2 separate regions of the Sus scrofa genome follow, and region 1 is linked to region 2. The links are chromatin contacts, called in public Hi-C maps. All regions are on one chromosome and are shown on one strand. Each heading gives the region's core, a stretch centred on a gene start, on an enhancer-like site or on the middle of the called end of the contact. The rest is flanking DNA. Distances are from core to core; before and after follow the strand shown.

The links. A called contact is a pair of places that touch in the nucleus more often than the background predicts.
Region 1: a contact with region 2 is called in a Hi-C map of skeletal muscle, with 2.9 times the contacts expected there. The contact joins the promoter of PCNX3 here to the promoter of RELA in region 2. A contact is called at or near these places in 1 of 5 promoter capture datasets (fetal skeletal muscle), 6 of 47 Hi-C or Micro-C datasets (blood, heart right ventricle, liver and 2 more) and 2 of 2 datasets of contacts at active chromatin or transcription factors (alveolar macrophages and skeletal muscle).

The regions. Positions count from the first base shown.
Region 1 is chr2:6,636,711-6,644,056 of Sscrofa11.1, reverse strand. PCNX3 (pecanex-like protein 3) reads left to right here and starts at 4,124. Exons shown (of 34, transcript XM_021082830.1): 1 at 4,124-4,795; 2 at 5,157-5,344; 3 at 5,585-5,684; 4 at 5,788-5,827; 5 at 5,929-6,024; 6 at 6,249-7,346. The coding sequence starts at 4,643. It overlaps MAP3K11 (mitogen-activated protein kinase kinase kinase 11), which reads right to left and starts at 3,996. Exons shown (of 11, transcript XM_021082851.1): 1 at 3,807-3,996; 2 at 1,784-3,081. The coding sequence starts at 2,525.
Region 2 is chr2:6,590,623-6,597,488 of Sscrofa11.1, reverse strand. RELA (RELA proto-oncogene, NF-kB subunit) reads right to left here and starts at 2,620. Exons shown (of 10, transcript NM_001114281.1): 1 at 2,594-2,620; 2 at 2,340-2,491; 3 at 2,033-2,181; 4 at 1,107-1,198; 5 at 601-732. The coding sequence starts at 2,620.

The DNA.
Region 1 (7,346 bases), core at 2,875-5,374, 45 kb before region 2:
TGCTTGTGCCCCCCCCAACCCAGGGACTCCCCCCTCAATCCCGCAGACAGCACCCTGGGCCTAGGACTGGGGTCTGCGAAGTGGGAGGCCAGGCTCAGCCTTGCTGAGGGCACCCTGCCTGCCCTATACCACCACCCAGACGCTGGGAGGGAAGCAGAGAACTGGGGGGGGGGAGTGGGGGTGTGATCCCTGGCTCCTTCCTCTCCCACAAACCCCCCACCCCCAGCTCTTTCCTCCCCTGCAGGCAGCTGGGCTGGGGAGAGAGCAGAGGCTGGAGCAGGGGCAGGAAGCCGGCTCGGGGGCAGCAGGAAACGCAGGAAGCGGAGGGGAGGGTGGGGAGCAGGGGCCTGGGCTATTGTTCCATTTTTTCTGGAAAGAAAACTAGAGGAAAAACAGAAGACGGGGGTCCCCTCCCCCCAGGCCTTCGGGGAATCCCCCTCGGGATGGGCAGGGAGTGGGGGTCCCTCGATGGCTAGGGCCAGGAGCGAGGCTGAGAGGTGGGAACTGTGCCCCACTATGGATGAGAGGAGTGGGTGGGGTGGCTGGCAGGCCCCCCCCAGGTCCCTGTAGCTCTTGTGAAGATTTGGAGATCACTGGGCCTGGTGTTCTGCCCCCCCACCCCAACCCTGAGCCCCTTAACCACGGTCAGCCCAGGCTAGGAGGCTCCAAATAGCCTCGCGCACCCTTCCAAGAGCCACCCCTGCCTCTCCAGTGACCCCACCGGTCCTTCCTGCACTTCCTCTGGCTCTACAGGCCCAGTCCGTGTCCCCACTGCTGTGCTCAGTCCTGCCTCCTTGCCTTTGCTCTCATCAGGCCCTGCGGGGACATCCACCTGGGTGCCTCTTGGAACACTCCCGGCTTTGGGCCTGGTGTCAAGCTAGCCCGCTTCAGAGAGCCCCCTGAACCTGTCACTTGCTTGTCTTGGGCCGGGCAGCACGTGCGACCTGAAATGGCTGGAGACGGAGTGCCTTGCCCCTGAGTCTCCCTTAGCCCCGCCACGCCCACTCCAAATGCTGATTCCAGGCGAAGCCCTCTTAGTGATCCAGCTTTCAAATGTCCACACCCATGGTGGATGACCCACTGTGTGCCAGGTGTCAGATACCCGTGTGCTAAGCCGCTTCACACTCCCAAACATTCCCTTTTTACGGAGACTGAAATCAGAGCTCTGAGTTGAAATAACCAGCTAGAGATGGTGCAGCCAGGGGTAGGAGTGGGGCCAGAATTCCATCCCTGGCCCCAGTTTTGGCCACAGTGGGGGGGCTTGCCCCTTTGAGATTTCTCTTCTGGAGAAGCTGCCCCTTTACTGTGGGTGCATGTGAACCTCAAGAGAGTTCCCTGAAGATGAGGGGTGCCAGCGCCCAGGACTCGCCTCCCCTGAGCTAGTGGCCATGTATGGTAGGCAGGTTGCTTATGGTCCGCCCGAGAGACCGTGGTGTGTGGAAGTTCCCAGGCCAGGGATCGAACCCGGGCCACGGCTGTCGCCAGAGACATAGCCCTGGCAATGCCAGATCCCTGATCCACTGAGCCGCCAAGAACTCCGAGATTCCCATTTTTTAACTTGGCAGCTGTGAGCTGGGGTTAGGGACTCCTGCTGGGGCTCTGTTGGGTGCCTGGGGTTCCTGCTTTGGCACTGATGTGAGCCTACGGGTCCCCCCAGGGACCTGAGACAATCCTGGGCAGGAGCTGCCACTTCTAGGAAACCCCTGGGTCGGCTCAGCTAAGAGCCGGCAGCAGCTGTCTGCTTGGGCCATGCCACCCTCCGGCCACGCTCCCCCGAACTCACTGTTGTTGGACTTGAGGTCTCGGTGGATGACAGGCACCAGGGCCTCGCAGTGCAGGTAGTGCATTCCACGGGCAATCTGCACAGCCCAGTTGACGAGCACATGGGGGGGCACGCGCCGCCCAGCCAGGGCACGGCTCAGGGGCCCACCGGCAGCATACTCCATCACCAGGCACAGGTTGGGCTCCTCCAGGCACACGGCCTTGAGGGCAATGATGTTGGGGTGTGCCAGCATGGCGAAAAGCCGAGCCTCCTGTCGCACGCTCTCAGCTGTCACGCTGATGTCCTCATCGGGGTCCTGGCGAGCTGCCTTCACGGCCACAAGCTCACCCCGCCAGCTGCCACGGTAGACCTTGCCGAAGCCACCGATGCCAATCACCTCCTCCAGCCGCAGCTCCTGGAAGCTGGCCATCTCGCAGGGGGGGGGACCACCGCCCCGAGACACATAGTTGGACGGAAAGATGCCCACCTGGCCACCTACCTGGCCCGCCCACCAGCCCTCGTCACCCGAGATAGCTGCATCCCGGGACAGCACCTCCACTCGGTCGCCCTTCCGCAGGGCCAACTCGTCCTGCCCATTGGGCTCGTAGTCAAACAGGGCTGTCCACACAGGGTTGGCATAAGCTGCAGCCTTCGGGGACCCCTCTGGCCAACCTCCGCTGCCACTGCCCCCGCTGCCCCCATTGCCACTGCTGTTCCATGACCCCAGGGGGCTCTTGAGGAAGAGGTTCTTCAAGGGCTCCATAGCTGGGAGCTGGCACTGGCGGGTGTGGGGGACCTTCCCTGGGTGCCCCGGTCCCCACCCTTGCTGACGGCCGAGGCCCTAGTCCCGGAACCTGGGCATCCGAGCCCTGGCCCTCAGCCCCAGACCCACGCCTCTCTGGGGAGCCAGGAGTGTCGCCTCCCGGCCCACCGCATCTCGGGCTTCCGGAGGAGGGCGACCTAGGGAAGCAGTGTGGTCAGGCTGGGGGGGTGGACCCCCAGGGCCTCCGATGTCTCACCATGGCCGGCACAGAGGGGCCCGGGCGTCCCTCAGTCCAGAGCAGTCCTGGGAGCCGAGCTCCAGCACCCGCCAAGTGAAAGGTGGGGCCAGCGAGGGGCAGTGCCTGGACTCCCGTTGGGTCTCTGCGCAGGGGGGTGGCTGGAGTGTCTCTAGGTTGAGCTGCCTCTTCCTGGCTCAGCTCTCGCGACCCGATGGCTCCAACCCCGTTCCCTTCTTCCTCCTCCCTTTGTACTTTGGCCCCGGGGGCGGGAGGCAGAGGTGGAGGGTGGAGTTTCACTTTTTTCCGCTGTTCTCTCTCCTGCAGGAAACAGCATCAGATGACGCGGGCGGGTAGCACCGCTCCCCTCCCAGAGGCTGCAGGGCGATTTGGTCTGGGAGTTACCGGGTAGGCGGGCAATGAGAGGCAGAAGGAGAGGAAGTGTAGCCCGTAGCCCCCACCTCCCGTGACAACAGGTTTAAGGTCGAGGTTGGTTTCTGCTAAGGAGGGACCGTCCCCGCCCTCTACGTCTGCATCTGTAAAACTGGGGGAAAGATCCTGGCTTGGAAGAGGGGCAAACCCGAGTGTGGTCTTGGCTCCGAAGTTGCAGGGCCGTGTGACCCTTTCTCTGCGCTTCATTCTCTTCATGTCTGAAACTGGGGCCAGGAGCTCCGCTTTGCAGAGCTGGCAGTGGGGGTAGGCAAGAATGGAGGACGAAACTGGCTGCACTTGGAGCTCTTGGAACGCGTTGTCTAAGATTTACTGCTTCCCTTCACCTGGGAAACAATTCATGCCTCTTTCCCAAGAAGGGATGGAAACCTGAGACTGTGCTCCTGAAATTTGTCCAGTGATGGCACTTGGAATAGCTAAATCGCTCTCGCAACCGCGCGACGGACCCCCTTGCCTTGAGCCTGTCACTTTAAGAAAAACGACACTATCCTATTTCGACTAGTCCTGCCTGTTCTCTCTACACTCTGAGTTTGAGCTCTGACCCGGAAGTAGAGGCCGCTCGTGACGTTTGACGTCCAGCGCTAAAAAGGGCGCACCTAGAGGGGCTTGCTCCAGTAGCGCACAACTGTGGCTTTAGCCCCCAGGGGTGTCCACGCCTCCATCCTTTTCCTCGCCTCTAGTAACTCTTCCCTCGCGTTCCGCCCAGTGATCGCGGCTAGGTTGGCATCGCTTAGGTGTGCGCATGCGCTCAAGGACTTGTGCCTTTTGGATCGTCCCTTCCTCAGCTGCGCAAGCCCAGCGGGCTCTCCCGCTTCTTATCGGTCCACCACCTCCCTGCGCTTGCGCATTCGAGCCGAAAGGTTTTCCTTTTCCGGGTCCCAACTGGTCTCGTCGGGCGCATGCGCCACTGCAGGTTGGCGGCTCGCGGCTCCTTCTTCCGGCCTCCCCCTTGGGTCGGCTCCCGCAGAAGCGGGGCGACCGCGGAGCCCAAAGCGAGTGACCTGTGACCCCGGAAGTGGACCTCAGGGTCCCGGGGCTCTCCCCGGGCCGGAACCGTGGGAGCCGTCGTCTGCACCCCCGGAGCACCCACCCCACGCCCACCTCTGGATGCCGCCGACCGGTGCCCGGCCCGTGCCCTGCGCCTGCCCGCCGGTCCGGCCCTTAGGAGCAGTTCTGGGCCGGGGGTGGGGGCCTGGACCCCACCCCTGATGCGGCTCCACCCCGGCTCTTGGGTCTCGCACCACTGACTGCCCTGGCCGGCCCCGCCCCCTGCCCGCACCCTCGCCCCACCGACCCCTCTCCCCCGCTGGGGGAGGCCATGGCGTGAGCGCGAGGTTGGGCCCCGGGGCCCTCGGGCGCCAGGCGGGGCATGGGCCGGGGGCCGCCCCCATGAGGGTCCCGGGAGGGGGGCGCGCGCAGCAGCGGCGGGGCCATGGGGTCGCAGGTGTTGCAGATCCTGCGCCAGGGGGTGTGGGCCTCGCTCACCGGCGGTTGGTTCTTCGACCCACACCAGAGCACCTTCTCCAACTGCTTCCATCTCTATGTCTGGATCTTCCTGCTCACCTTTCCTTTCTTGCTGTATATGGTGAGATGCTGCGGCCACCTGTAACTCGTGCCGGGGAAAGGGAGGGCAGATGTCACGAAGGGGTGCAACCTGGCAGGGATTCTGGGCTGTGGCTGGGGCGCTGGGGTGTGGGAAGAGGATTCACTGCGGAGTCTGGAGTGTGTGGAAGAGAGGCCAGAATTTCCCTGGCCTGGGTGACCTTGAATCTCACTTAATCTCATTCCAGTTATGCTGGAGATAGGGCTGCCTCGCAGGGTCTTTGTATTAGCAGCCGGCAGGCGTGATGGAGTTTAATGAATTTGTGTGTCCTAGTCCTGACTGTGGTGGTAGGTGGTAGGGACAGGGCTGTGTGAAGAGGGACCTGACTTGCTGCCGCCCCCAGGTCCTGCCCCCCAGCTTGATGGTGGCTGGTGTGTACTGCCTTGTGGTGGCTGTCATCTTCGCTACCATCAAGACTGTGAACTATCGGCTGCATGCTATGTTCGACCAGGGCGAGATTGTGGAGAAGCGCAACTCTACCATGGGGGACCCAGAGGAAGAGCCTGCCCAGGGGGACAGCAGTCTGCCCAGGTAGGCGGGGGCAGGGCCTATGCTGGGAATGGCGGAGTCTTGGTGCCTGGGCCTGAGCATTGGAGAATGAAGGGGCTTAGGGAACCTTGGCTTCATGAGCGAGCGGCCAGTTGTTCTTTGTGTTGGCCCTGGATTTGTAAGGGGGATCCCTGTGGAGGGAGAAGCAGTGGGGATGGCGGAGGACGAACTGTATGAAGAGAAAAGGGCAGCTCAAAGCTGATGTTCCTTTTCCACTGCTAGGGACCCCGGAGTGGAGATGACAGTATTTCGGAAAGTGAGTTCCACACCCCCTGTACGCTGTAGCTCTCAGCATTCCGTGTTTGGCTTCAACCAGGTCTCGGTGAGTGGCTCTGGCCCTCGGCCTCCCCCTCTCTTCTCCTGGGAGCCCGTCCTGAGCCCACTTTTTGCCTTGTTTGCTCCCTCATCCTTTTCTCTCTGCTCAGGAGCTGCTTCCCCGGATGGAGGACTCTGGGCCCCTCCGAGGTAGGTGGCTTCCCTTCAGGACTGAAGGTGGCGGTGCAGAACAGGGAGTGGCGCGTAGATGCCTCGAGGTCCTGCTGACGCCTCCGGGGCTGTGGTTGCAGACATCAAGGAGCTGGTGCGGGAGCAGGGCAGCAACAACGTGATTGTGACCTCAGCCGACCGAGAGATGCTGAAGCTGAGCTCCCAGGAGAAACTAAGTGAGTGGGCACGATGGGCAGGGGCGCAGGGAAAGACTGGGGTCTTGTCTTTGCGTCACCCCAGCTTTTGCTCCCTCGGCGCTCTCTCTGTCCTCTTAGACGGGGCTTTCTCGGGGTCCTGCTCCAGCTGGGCTCTCAAACTAGGGACCGCAAGACCCCCTTCGCCACCAGTTCCTTTTATGGAATTCCACTCTCTTCTCTTATGTCTCCTTTTGTCCTGACAGTTGGAGACCTTCCCCAGACGCCCCCAGGGGCTGCCCCCGACCCATCTCTCCCCAGCACGGACTCTTCAGAACGGTCTCCCCTGGCTGGAGAGGGAGCCCCCTGGAGCGGGAGCAGCGTGGCTGACACTCCCATGAGCCCCCTGCTGAAGGGGAGCCTCAGCCAGGAGCTGAGCAAGAGCTTCCTGACCCTGACCCGGCCTGACCGGGCCCTGGTGAGGACCAGCAGTCGACGGGAACAACGCCGGGGAGCGGGTGGCTACCAGCCCCTGGACCGGCGGGGCTCCGGGGAGCCCACACCCCAGAAAGCCGGCTCCTCCGATTCCTGCTTCAGTGGCACTGACCGCGAGACGCTGAGCAGCTTCAAGAGTGAGAAGACCAACTCCACCCACCTGGACAGCCCCCCCGGCGGGCAGGCCCCCGAGGGCAGCGATACAGACCCACCCTCGGAGGCCGAGCTGCCCGCTTCACCAGATGCCGGGGTCCCCTCAGACGACACACTACGTTCCTTTGACACAGTCGTAGGAGCAGGGACGCCTCCAGGCCCGGCTGAGCCGCTCCTGGTTGTGCGGCCCAAGGACTTGGCCCTGCTGCGGCCTAGCAAGCGGCGGCCGCCCCTGCGAAGACACTCCCCGGCTGGCCGTGCCCCTCGGCGGCCACTGCTCGAAGGCGGGGGCTTTTTTGAGGACGACGACACCAGCGAGGGCAGTGAACTGAGCCCGGCTTCCAGCCTCCGGTCCCAGCGTCACTATAGCACCGACAGCTCTTCCTCCACTTCCTGCTACTCTCCCGAGAGCTCTCGGGGTGCAGCGGGGGGACCCCGGAAACGAAGGGCGCCCCACGGGGCTGAGGAGGGGACTGCTGTGCCCCCCAAGCGGCCCTATGGGACCCAGCGGACGCCTAGTACTGCCAGCGCCAAAACTCATGCCCGCGTGCTGAGCATGGACGGGGCAGGGGGTGATGTCCTCAGGGGCCCCCTGGCTGGGTCCAAGGCTGAGCTGGAGGCCCAGGCGGGGGTGGAGCTGGCTGCGGGTGAGCCCGCTGTGCTGCCTGCCGAGGCCCGCAGGGGACCTGCTGCCAACCAGCCTGGCTGGCGGGGGG
Region 2 (6,866 bases), core at 1,371-3,870:
ACACCACAGTTCACAGCAATGCCGGATCCTTAACCCACTGAGTGAGGCCAGGGATTGAACCCGCAACCTCATGGTTCCTAGTCGGATTCGTTTCCACTGCGCCACGACGGGAACTCCAATGAACCTTTCCCTCTTGACCCCTGGTTCATCCTGGTTTCCCAGCCTTGGGGTCCAGAGCCCTTTTATTTCCACGCATCCTGCTGGCTACTTAATTAAAGACTGCAGTCGATCACTGTCGGCCCAATTCGTCTGTGAACTTCCTGTGAGCCTCCATCACTGCACGGCTCCTCTCTAGCATTATCTCGTTCCCAGGAGCACACTTCCGGAGTCAATAGTGCAGGCTGGGCACACCACCCTCTCATCACATGTTGGAAATGCCTGTCTCCCAGCTGACTCCCTGCCAGCCTGGAAGCTGTCCCTTGAGGGCGGCTCTGGGTCCTGTCGCCTCGTCTCCCCAGCCAGCGCAGGGCACAGAGCACCAAGAGGACACACACCCTGCGCGACTGAAGCCAGAGCAACTCTGGCAGACCCCGCCCACCAACCCCCTTCCTCCTCGCAGGCCCACCCGTCTGCCCTTCCTGCAGCTCCCCAGCCACTCACGGTTGTCAAAGATGGGGTGAGAGAGGACAGGCGGCAGGCGGAGGGGCCTGCCTGCTGGGTCCCGCACTGTCACCTGGAAGCAGAGCCGCACAGCATTCAGGTCGTAGTCCCCGCGCTGCTCTTCTATGGGAACTGTCAGAACAACAGAGGGTCAGGAGAGCTGGGGTGGGGGGGACAGCCAGGGAGGGAGGGGCACGGGGGCGGACAGGGAGCTCTGGGCTGGGAGGGATGTTTCAGGGCCTGCGAAGCAGCAGGAGGTCTAGAGGAGGAATAGAAGGTTCTACATCCATCGCTGACTCCACCTGGGACCTGGAACGTCATGTCCCCTGTGTCCCCTCTCTGGGTCACGTCTCCCCAGTAGTAAAATGGGAGTGTGTGCTGAAAGGGCAGCAAAATTCCACCTGTGCTGTGAGTCTTGGCCAGGGAGGGAGAGTAACCTCGGCAGGGTGACAAAGAGCGGAGGTGCTCCAGGCAGGCCGGGGCCTTTGCTCCCACAGCCCTCTCACCTTGGAAGGGGTTGTTGTTGGTCTGGATGCGCTGATTGATGGCCTGTTCCAGGTCCCGCTTCTTTACACACTGGATCCCCAGGTTCTGGAAGCTGAGGTCCCCGAGGAATCAGTCCCACTGTCTCCAGCAGAGCCTGGGCCCTCCAGCCCTGCCGGGTCTACCCCTTCTCCCCCACCCACTCAGCAGGCCAGCACGCCGTGCTGGACCCCCCTGAATGGCTGCCCACAGTGCCACCCACTCCTCACTCTGGCTGACAAAGCCCTGGGCCCTGCCGCCGGGTCCACTGTCCCTGCTGGCTCCCTACCCTCTGTCCCAGGACCTCTTTTCCCTTCTCCAAACACACAAAACTCCTTCCCACTTCAAAGCCTCTGACACCCATTCACTCTGCCGGGAGCGCGCCATTCTTTCCATGCCTCTCTGCCTTCTCACATTCAGCTCTAACCTGAGAGGCCTTTCTGACTCCCCATCTAAAGTAGTGACACCAGCTCCTCCGCCTCCCGGGCTATTCCTCCAACCCACTGCTTTATTTTCATCACTACTGATGACTTGCTAACGGATCTTGTTTAATTATTTGTATGTTTATTTACAGCCTGCCTCTGTCAACTAGTACGTAAGCTCCAGGGAGACTGTCGGTTCAGTGGTTTTCTTTCTCGCTACAAGTGACGTGACTGAGGGGCTTGCCCTTCCAGCCACAGGCGTTAGGGCTTCGGGGGTGATTAGAGACCTATCACTTTTCCATGGGGCTCCTATCTGCTAGAGGGAGGAGAGACACAGGCAATTTCAAGACAGAGGAATCTGCCTGCAGAGCTGGGGACAGAGCAAAGGGTGCCCTCTGTCTAGAAAGAACACTGTAACAGCTACACAGCTGCTGGCCCTCCTGGCCTCCCACCTCCCCACCACCCCCTGGTGCCCAAGGGGAGCTCACCTGTGGATGCAGCGGTCTGGGCAGAGCTCAGCCTCATAGAAGCCATCCCGGCAGTCTTTCCCCACGAGCTCATGGGGGTGAGGCCGGTGAGGGGGGTCCTTGGTGACCAGGGAGATGCGCACTGTCCCTGGCCCCGTGTAGCCATTGATCTGTCCAAAGTACAGAGAGCACCCTGGAGGCGCAGGAATTCCAGCCCCAATTCCCCCCCCCCGGAGGGGGGGGGCAGGCTGCGCGGGGGCCTGAAAGCAAGCCTGCTGGGGTTTCACCCCTACTGACACTGCGCCCCTCACTCGGGAGCTGGGCTGACCTTGATGGTGGGGTGGGTCTTGGTGGTATCCGTGCTCCTCTCGCCCGGGATACTGCCGGCTGAGCGGCCCTCGCACTTGTAGCGGAAGCGCATGCCCCGCTGCTTGGGCTGCTCGATGATCTCCACATAGGGGCCCGAGGCCGGGGCCGGCTCTGCGGGGGAGATGCGGGCCAGCCCCCATCAGGCGGCTGACCCCATCGCCCTCACCCTGGGGAGCTCCTCCCGAACCACGGAAAAAGGATGGTCCAACTTACCCGAGGGGAAGATGAGGGGGAAGAGGTCTGAAAGGGGAGGGATACAAGGGTCAGCACATGCCCGCTTCCCGTCCTCACCAGGGAGGGCCTGCATCCCCGGCAAGGAGATGAAGCCAGGCTCCCTCCCGGGGACACTGGGTCAGGGCCAGCTGCCTGGAACCTGCAGTACAGCTAAGGGGCAGGGGTGAAGGAGCCAGAAACACTTGTTTTCTAAGAGAAAACCCGGTAGGACGGCCTCCACCACCAGGGGAAACTGAGCCAGGACCCCTCTCTACTTTCCTAAATTAAACTAAGGGAGGGCACTCCCCACCCCAACCCGGGAGGAAACTGAGTCAGATACATTCTCCCCTAACAAGGAAACTAAGTCGGAACTGCCCCCGGGGCCCCGGGGGAGACCGAGTCACAGCTCCCCCCAACTCCCGCCACCCCCAGGGGAAACTGAGTCAGACCCCCCCCCCCACTCCGGCCCCGCCCCGCTCCACCATCCGGCCGGCCGCTCCCTGCGCAGCGACCATCGGCGCAGGAAGGAGCGGAAGGCAGCGCGGAGGCTCCCGCCGCGGTCCCGGCGGCCCCAGCGCCGCCACCGCGCGGGGTCAGAGGGCGTCCTCACCGTCCATGGCCGGGGTCCCGGGGGCGGGGCCGGGGTCGCAGCTGGGCCCGCGGCGCGCGCTACAGTCGAGCCATTCGCCAGAGGCGGAAATGCGCCGCGCGCGCCCGCCGCCGCGTCACTGCCGGGAATCCGGCCGCGCCTGCGCGCTGCGTCGCCGCCGCCGCCGCCGCCGCCGCCCCGCGCGGTGGGTTAGGGACAAGAGCGCGCCACTCGAGGGCCTAGGGGGTGGCGCGCGCCGCCGCTGCCGGGCCCTGCGAGCAAGTACGCGCCGCGCTGGGCCCCGAGACGCCGCGCGCCTGGACGCCGCTCCCGGGACTGGCTGGGCAGCACGGATCGCTCGCGAGTCTGGGCCCCGCCTGGAGGGCGGGCCGGGCGATTACTCACAATGTTTTTAGGGGATTTCGGGGGCCCCCTCCCGCCGATCGGAGGAGTGGTGATGTCACCTCGGGCCCGGTCTGGAACAGGGCCAGAGCTGCTGGGCTTCGGCTGCCTGCCCTGCGCTGGGAAAGGCTCGGGCCTGCTTCGACCGCAAACACCGGGTGGCTAAACTCCACACGGCTTCCTAATCGATGAAGGTGCTTCGTGGTGGTTGGGGCCGCGGAAGCATTTTTTAAATTTCTTGTCCCCCCAGTCTGGAGGCAGAGAGGGGAAAGGAAAGCGCCCGGACTTCACCTGGCAGTGCTCGGACGATGGGTGCACGCTAGTGTGGACCGAGGCTCCGTGCCTCGTCCGCTCCCGCTGGCGAACCGAGCCCAGGCTCCTCGGTTTAAGAGGCATCCCTCCGGGGCAATGGGTGGCAGAAGGCACCGAGGGGTAGATCTCTGGAGCCTCGACCCTGCAGCCTGACGTTTGTGTTTTAGCAGGTCCGGGACCCTCCAGGGGTTTGAATCGGCAGGCTCACCCCGCCTGTGTCCCCAGGGTTTCCTGCTGGTCCAGCTCGCACAAAGCATTTCCACTAATTAACCATCCTGTGACCCGTCGCCAGAATATTGTCCCCAAGGCCAAGCCCAAGAAGCGTTCGTGCGGGGTGAGGGTGGGACTGGAGCAACCCCCTCCGCGGGGGGTTCCTTGTCCGAGGGTGGGGGCAATCCCCAGCAGGCTTCGGAGTCTTACCCAGAGGAAGGCAGACTTTATTTTCTCTGTGTTCGTTCTAAATTAGGGAATCATGTGGGAATTGGAAAAGATTGGAAATTCTGACTTGCTTTCCCAGGCTCTGAAAAAAAAAAAAAAAAAAAACAGGAAGACAAAAGTGAAAACAGTTACCACCCCTCCCACTCATTTCAGTTTCTCCTGTGGCTGCCCCGGATTAGAAAATTAGCCTTACCTTTCTGAGGAGGCAGACTTCAGGAGAACAGATGGATGAATTATAATCTTTGATTAATGACACAATCATCACTGATCTTTGTACGATCCTCTTTTAAAAATTCGTATGTATTGGAGTTCCCATCGTGGTGAAGCAGAAACGAATCTATTACCCATGAGGACACAGGTTCGTTCCATCCCTTGCCTGGCTCAGTGGGTTGGGGATGCAGTAGATCCCAGACTCAGCTCGGATCCTAGCAGCTGTAGCTCTGATTAGACCCCTAGCCTGGGTGCATATACGATGCCCATGCAGCCCTAAAAGACAAACAAAAATAGTCATTTTTTGGCCACACTCCCTGCATGCAGAAGTTCCCAGGCCAGATATTGAACCAGTGCCACAACCGTGACAATGTCAGATCCTTAACCTGCTGAGCCACCAGGGAACTCTAAATTTTATATTATGTATGTTTTTCCACAATAAAAAAATCTCAGTTCTCAGTGATGCCAACCAATTACTCCTTTGGTCTATCTCAGACTATACACCAAACACTCAGAATAATAACCAACATTACCACCAATAATATGATTAAATACAGATTTTTTTTGTTTGTTTTTTTAGGGTTGCACCTGTGGCATGTGAAAGTTCCCAGGCTAGGGATCAAATAGGAGCTACAGCTGCCAGCCTACACCATAGCCACAGCAATGAGGGATCTGAGCCGCATCTGCAACCTACACCACAGCTCAAAGCAACACTGGATCCTTAACCCACGGAGTGAGGCCAGGAATAGAACCCATATCCTCATGGATGCTAGCTTCCCCAGAGGATTCGTTTCTGCTGTGCCACAATGGGAACTTCCTAAATACAGAATATTTTTGCAGCTCTTGTCCTTAGGTTACATTTAGTTTGTTTGTTTGTTTGTTTGGGTACATAGCTGTTATCGGTCAAGGATGTTCCCTTCTAGTTCTAGTTTACTATGTTTATGATAAAAGTATGTTGACTTTTATCAAATATTTTTCTTGTATCTATAGAGGAGATCTTTTCTTTTCTTTTCTTTTCTTTTTTTTTTTTTTTTTTTTTTTGTCTTTTTGCCTTTTCTAGGGCTGCTCGCTCGGCATATGGAGGTTCCCAGGCTAGGGGTCTAATCAGAGCTATAGCTGCCAGCCTACACCACAGCCACAGCAACGTGAGATCCAAGCCTCATCTGCAACCTACACCACAGCTCATGGCAATGCCGGATCCTTAACCCCCTGAGCAAGGCCAGGGATCGAACCCTCAACCTCATGGTTCCTCATCGGATTCGTTAACCACTGCACCACGACGGAAACTCCTATAGAGGAGATCTTATGATTTTTCTCCTTTATCTGTTAATGCAGAGTGTAACATAGATTTCCTAAGAGTAAATCTTCTGGTTTTCCTGGGATAAACCTAACTGGTCAGGATGTGTTATAGGGCAGAATTCGATTCACTGATATTTTAAAAGGGGATTTTGCAACTATATTTGTAAATAAAATGGCTCTACTTTTCCTTTTCTTCTGACCTTGTCTAATTTTGGTATCAAAGTAGTACCAGCCTCATGGGATGATTTGAGGAAAAATCCCCCCTTTTCTATCCCCTGGAAGAGTCTATGTAAATTAGAAATTATATATTCCTTGGAATACTGGTAAAACTCACCAGTAAAATTGACTGTGGCTGTTGCATTCTCTGCAGGAAGATTTTTTTCCCCCTCTTTTTTGGCTGCCCCACAGCACAGAGAGCTCCAGGGCCAGGGATCAGAACTGAGCCAGGGTTGCGACCTAAGCCACAGCTGCGGCAATGCCGGATCCAGGGGCTCCCAAGATGCTGCCGATCCCATTGTGCCACATCTGGAACTCCAAGAAAGATTTTATTTATTTTAACCTTTCATTGTGAACATTTTCAGACACATTCAGTAATAGAGAGCATTGCATAATTAGCCTCCACAGAGCGGTCCTTCAGCTTACCAAAGTTATCAGCTTTGTGATTTTTGTTTCATCTCTCTCCTCCACTTTTTTTTGGGGGGGGGGATTGTATCCATGAGGATGCAGGTTCCATCCCTGGCCTTGCTCAGTGGGTTAAGGATCTGGCATTGCCGTGAGCTGTGGTGTAGGTTGCAGACGTGGCTTGGGTCCCTTGTTGCTGTGGCTCTGGCGTAGGCCAGCACCTGCAGCTCCAACTGGACCCCTAGCCTGGGAACCTCCATGTGCCACAGGTGTGGCCCTAAAAGAGAGAGAGAGAGAGAGAGAAAGAACTCGGCATAGTGTCTATAAAGATTTGGGTTTGATCCCTGGCCCCACTCAGTGGGTTAAGGATCTGACATTGCCATGAGCTGCAGTGAAGTTCTC